Regions from separate parts of the Athene noctua genome. Here region 1 is linked to region 2. The links are chromatin contacts, called in public Hi-C maps. All regions are on one chromosome and are shown on one strand. The core of a region is the stretch at or near the end of the contact, and the rest is flanking DNA. Distances in the headings are between cores, read along the strand shown. Region 1 holds the start of SETD2 (SET domain containing 2, histone lysine methyltransferase). Region 2 holds the start of CCM2 (CCM2 scaffold protein).

Region 1 (2,838 bases), core at 324-2,823, 140 kb before region 2:
TGAGGGTCGCTCAGGATGGGACCGTTGCTCCCCACCGGGGTTAAGCTCACATAAATCAGGCGCAGGGTTTGCTCCAGGCTCTCCTGTCCTGGGAGAAAGTCAGGAGTCAAGGTCTAGCAAAACACAGCCTGGATTCAAACTGAAATCCTCTGTCTCTCACTAATTTTAGAAGGCTCGGCCGCAGGCATCGTTTCAGTCGAAACAGATCCTCAGCTGCTCCAGGTGGGCACAGCCAGAACTCGTAGCCTTTGCTCAAAAAGGTTTGCTCTGTTGTCCTTGCTCAAAACACGCCATTTTTAGCTTTGCCTCGGATCCAAGCATTGCCCAGAGGTGTGCTACACGCCAGGTGTCTGCCTCCTTCCACCCCACAGCCAGCCACACGTTGGGGACGCCTCACGCGCAAAGTTTAGGGAAGCACCCGAATCCTTCGTGAGGAAAGTCTAAAAAAATGTAAAAATAGCGTTGAGAATCAACGAGAAAAGGAGGGGGGGGGGAGTGGTGGTGTGTGGGGGAAGAAACCCCACCGCTACCAGCCTGAATGTCTTGCACAGAAGAAGCGATAGATCCGGCAGCCCTGGCGTGATGTCGGGGTGTGGGGGGGTGTTGTGAAAATCCCCCAGCAGAGAGGAGAAACCAGAGTTCACCGGCCATTAGGTCGGTCTCCCCCCCCCCCACCTTTGCCTGGCTCCTTCCTCCTGTCAGAAAATGGGGTCAGGGCAGGGGCCGAGTGGGGGCTGTTGCAAGGAGGATTCAAGGAGTAAAAATCAAGACAGGAGTCGGGAACTCCTCCACACATCAAGGAAAAGTAAATTAAGAATGATAATAAAAAAAAAAGGTGCGGAAAAATGGCCCCGCGGGGAGGCCGGGACACGTCCGCACGCACCGCCCGGCCTCCCTCCGCGCAGCCCCGCCAGGCCGGGGGTCCGGGCCCTGCCGCTCTGCCCCGGGCAAGGCCGGGAGGGCAGAGCAGGGGTGGCCCCCCCGCCACCCCCCTGCCGCCGGCTGCGCCCGCCGCTCCGCTCTCCGCCACCGCCCCCCGCCCCCGCCACCCGGCCTCCCCCCGCCGGCGCCCGGCCGCGACGCTCACGCAAGGCCGGGGACGCGCGGCCTACCCCGCCGGCCCGCCCGCCGCGCCCGGGAGAAGGAGGGGGGGAAGGGGCAGCAGCGGCGGCGGTGCCCCGGCCCGGCTCTCTCCCCCCCGCCGATCCCCCGGCCCCGACGGCTCCCCGCGGGGCGGCCCGGCCCGGCGCGGCGCGGCTCGGCCAGGGCCGGCGCGGCCTTAGGCCGCGGCGGGGAGCGGCGGGAGCGGCCGCCGCGGCGCGGCCCGCGCTTACTCCGGGGTGGGGTGCTCCGGGTCGTAGAAGTCCCCCATGGTCGGGCGGGCGCTGTCGGGGGCAGGCGCGGCCCCTGGGGCGGGCAGGGCCGCGCCGCGCCGCGGGGGAGGCCCCTCTCCGCCCTCCGAGCCCGGCGGGGGCTCGGCTCCGCCGCCGCCGCCTCACATCCTCCGCCGGGCCCCGCGCTGCAGCGGCCGCCGGCGGGGCCCCGCCATCCGCGCCGTGCCCTGCCCTGCCCCTGCCCGCCGCCCGCCGCCGAGTCCGCCCCGGCCGCCCGGCTCCTCCCCGCCGCGCCGCCGCACCGCCGCTGCCGCTCCGCTCCCCCCGGCCAGGCAGCGGCACCGCCGCCGCCGGGGACAGGCCGGGATCTCACCGCCACCGCACCGGCAGCGGCCGCGGCACCGCCGGGACCAACCCGGGATCGCTGGGACCGCGCCGCGATCACCCATGGCACACCGAGAGCACCCCCGGGACACCGGCGCCCCAGGAATCTGGGATCGACAGCACTCCCGGGATCGCCTACACCCCGGGGCACCGGCACCCTAGAGTCACCCTCAGCACCCCCGGGATCACCGGCGCTCCCCAGTCACCCCCGGGATCACCCCCGGGATCACCGGCGCTCCCAGATGACCCCGGGATCACTCCCAGGATCACACCTGGGATCACCCCCAGGATCACTTGCACTCCCAGATCACCCCCGGGATCACCCCTGGGATCACCCCCGGGGTCACCGGCGCTCCCAGATCACCCCCGGGGATCACTGACACCCCTGGGCAGCACAGGACACCAACACCTCAGTGATCACCGGCACCCCGGGATCACCGGCACCCCGGGATCCCTCCCAGGTCACTGGCACCCCAGGACAACCCCAGGATCTCCCCCAGGATCACAGACACCCCCGGAATCACCCCCAGGACAACCCCGACCACCGGCACCCCCCAGACCCACCCCGGTCCCCCGCTCTAAAGAGAGCACTGAGCTCCCCAGGCCCTGCCGGCCTCCAGGCCACGTTTCAGAGAGAAACTCCACAAAATCACTAAAAACTGCTTCTCATCCTTTCACAGGTCGTTTTATTTCACCAACTTCCCAAACTCTGGGAAGAGCTCCTGAGCCGGTGCCAGAGCACCCCGGGATACCTGCCTGCTTTCGGGGTGCAGTAGGACCTTTCCACTCATGCACGAGCCTCAAAACTACATTTGCAGCATCCAAAATTTGAGATTTCTTGGTTTGTTTGTTGGGTTTTTTTTCCAGATTTGGGACCACGGTGTGAGCAGCAATGGCGCAGGGACCTGCGGGGATGGGGTGGGGGGCACCGAGCAGCACCCACACAGAAGCACGAGGGGGAAGCAGAGGTGGGGTGGATAGAGGATGGGGTGGAAGTGTTTTCGTGGGAAGTTCAGCCTGGGCTTAACTCCCAGCAGCTTTATAAGCCTTTGAAAATTGATAATTACAAAGAAAAGGTGATTTCTAGGCTGATAGCCATGGCACTTCTGGGGAGCAGGTG
Region 2 (2,838 bases), core at 183-2,682:
TCTGGAGTTGTTTCTTCTTGAAAGCAGGAAGATTACATACCCAGATGAGTCATTTCTCACCTGTGCTACAGATCCTGCCACACCACACACAGGTCAGCACACATCACAAGGGGATGTCAGTGGTTTTGCTTTCCAGATATAGGAAGTCTGTCCAGTAACTCCAGGAAAAAAAAAAATATCCATATTTCTAATTCTGTGAGTATTCTGATCACTTCAAACCAGAATTTCAGGAGGAGACTCTGCTGCCACCTTCTGAGATCGCCGTTACTGCAGGTGCCCCCAAAACGACTAAAAATAGCTTGTTTCCCTCCAGTTATGTCATCAAAGCAAGGGATGGATTTGCTTTGCAAAGAGCCAAGCCCCCGCTCAGGGGAGCGCTGCTCTCAGCAAGCATCCTAGCCTCAGCCTTCAGCTTGAGCTTCGCCTCCCCCACACGACATAAAAATAGGTTTAAACAAGAGAAACCAGAGCAGCCCGTTTGCAGTCAACACAGACAGAGCTCGCTGACCTTTGAAGCGCTTACAGCACAGCAATCCTGACTATGGTTGATTCAATATATATTTATAAATTTACAAAATAAATGTATGTGTATATAGCATGCCCTCTTTAGCATCACAATCAGTAAGTAAGACAACCCAGCACCGTTACAGGCGACACTTTAAGCTGTGTCATTAACTGTCCCATTTGCAACCCGGGCAGTGAGGCAAGAGGGTAAATCAGGCCCTGACCCTCAGTGGGCACCAGAACACGGGCAGGGCAGTGGGAGCAGACACAACATCACGGCTGTAGATATCAAGGCCGTGGCAGCGCTGCCCCCAAACCCCACACAGAAAAATGATTTTTTTTAACGAGGGAAGCGAGGCACCAGCCCTCAGGGAAGCCACACCGACAGGGAGACACTCAGCTCGGACAGCGCCAAGCCTGAAGTCGCCACAGGGAAGGGACAAGGCCTAAGAAACAAAGAAAGGCTCCAGTCGCCCCTGGGAGGGCTGTGGACCAGCGGCCGTGTGGCACAGAGGGCCCGGGCAGCCACAGCCCAGGGATGGGGCAGCCCCCCAGGCAGGCGGGGAGGGAGGGCACCTCTCCCGGACGCACAGCCAGGCCGGCTGGCGACCCCACAGCGGCGAGGAGCCCCGGGAACGGCCCGTTCTCACCTTCTTGCCTTTCTTGCCCTCCTCCTCCATATCTCCGGCGGCGGCGGCCCCGGCCCCCCCCGGGGCATCCCCGCAGCGGCCGTGCTCGCCCGGCCTCGGTGCGCGGCAGGGGCCCGGCAGCCCGGCCTCACTGCCCGGCGGCAGCCATGAACCCACCCGGGACCCGGCTCCGGTTCCCGCTCCCGGCCCGTCCGGAGCCGCCTCAGCGCCACCAACAACTTTTCAATCCTGCCGCCATCTTGGGCGGCGGCTTCCCGGCGTGCACCGCGCCCCGCCCTCCGCCCGGAGGACTGACGTCAGTCCTCCCCGGGAGAGCGGGGCCGCCCGGCCGCAATGCGCATGCGCCGAGCTCGCCGGCCCGGCCCTCCACTATTAGCCACGCCCCCCACGATGACGGTCTTAGCTGCGGGCGGGGATGGCCACGCCCGGTCTGCGCGCAGGCTCCGCCCACACAAGCAGCGGCACCGCCCACCGGCTCCAAACTCATGTGGGCGGGGCCACGCTGAGGGGCGGGGCCAGCGGGCAGTTGGGGGGCCCCCCACGCAGCAGCCTACGGCGCCGTTGGGGGCGACCGAGCCCGTTCCTGTGGCCGGTGCCGTTCCCGGCCTCACCCCACGGCGGAGGGGAGCCGGGCCCGTGCGCTTGGGCCCGCGTCGGCGCTGATACTCCTGCGCATGCGCTGACCGCTCTGGCATCGCTTCCCCCCGCCCCCGCCAGGTGGCGCTGTCCCGCGGCGACGTCACACGCAGGCGCCTCCCCGCCCTCAACCACGATGGCGGCAGGTACGGGGAGGGAGGGGCGTGGTGGCGGTAGCGGTGTTGTCCGGGTCCATCCGCCTCTATCGGCCGTTACCCGCCGCCATCCGCGGCCGGGGTCGCTCCCGGGGGCCGGGGGAGGAGCGGGGGCAGCGCGGGGTGAGGCGCTTCTGCCCCTCTGGGCCCGGCCGCCGCTGGGGTGGGCGCGGTGCATGCTGGGAAGGGTAGTCCTCCACGCGCCGCGTGTGGTCGCCGGGGCCTTCTCCGGGGGGGAAATGAGGGGTGCTGGGGGGCGGAGTGAGGGGTGCTGGGGAGAGTGGGGGTCCCTTGCCCCCCGCCCCCCCGCAAGCCTTCCAGCGTGGGGGAGCCTGGTGTGGCTCCCGCCATTCCTACAGCGCTTGCCAGAGCGACCCCGGGACGGTTTGAGGCCTCTCCCCGCCTTCCCCCGGGGGGAGGTTATAGATATCCCGGACACCCCCCACGGCCGAGGAACGGGGGAAATCCCGTGGCGGTGCCGGCTGCCGCCTCCTCTGGGGCCGCTGATACCGGTTTCCTCTCTCTGGTTGCAGGGGGCGCCGTCCAGAGGCCGCCGGGAGCGAAGAGGTGGGTCCGACGGGCCCGTCCCGCGTAGAGGGGGTTTGCCCCATGCCCTCCCCTGTCCCTGTAATGAGCCTAATTCCGTGTAATTAGCTCTGCCAGACCTCCGCGGCCACCAAACGAGAGTCTCTGGGAGCCAAAATCCCACCGGAGAGCTGCTGTGGCCGCCTCGTTTTTCCTAGGATACCATTTCTGATAAGCGGCCACCTCGTTTTTCTTAGGATGCCATTTCGGACAGGTGGCCACCTCATTTTTCCTAGGATGCTACTTCCAACAGAGGTGGCCACCCCATTTTTCGGGGGCTGGCCGGCTCTCGGGGTCTGTCTCTGAGT

Evidence for each region. A called contact is a pair of places that touch in the nucleus more often than the background predicts.
Region 1: a contact with region 2 is called in a Hi-C map of heart, with 2.7 times the contacts expected there. The contact joins the promoter of SETD2 here to the promoter of CCM2 in region 2. A contact is called at or near these places in 2 of 2 Hi-C or Micro-C datasets (heart and liver).

The regions. Positions count from the first base shown.
Region 1 is chr2:165,805,479-165,808,316 of bAthNoc1.hap1.1, reverse strand. It overlaps SETD2 (SET domain containing 2, histone lysine methyltransferase), which reads right to left and starts at 1,573. Exons shown (of 21, transcript XM_074901060.1): 1 at 1,335-1,573. The coding sequence starts at 1,372. KIF9 (kinesin family member 9) reads right to left here. Exons shown (of 23, transcript XM_074901057.1): 23 at 1,955-2,838.
Region 2 is chr2:165,669,317-165,672,154 of bAthNoc1.hap1.1, reverse strand. CCM2 (CCM2 scaffold protein) reads right to left here and starts at 1,432. Exons shown (of 10, transcript XM_074901050.1): 1 at 1,155-1,432. The coding sequence starts at 1,184. LOC141957189 (a long non-coding RNA gene) reads left to right here and starts at 1,658. Exons shown (of 4, transcript XR_012633083.1): 1 at 1,658-1,936; 2 at 2,479-2,512. It overlaps LOC141958295 (small nucleolar RNA SNORA9), which reads left to right and starts at 2,252; the gene lies at 2,252-2,386.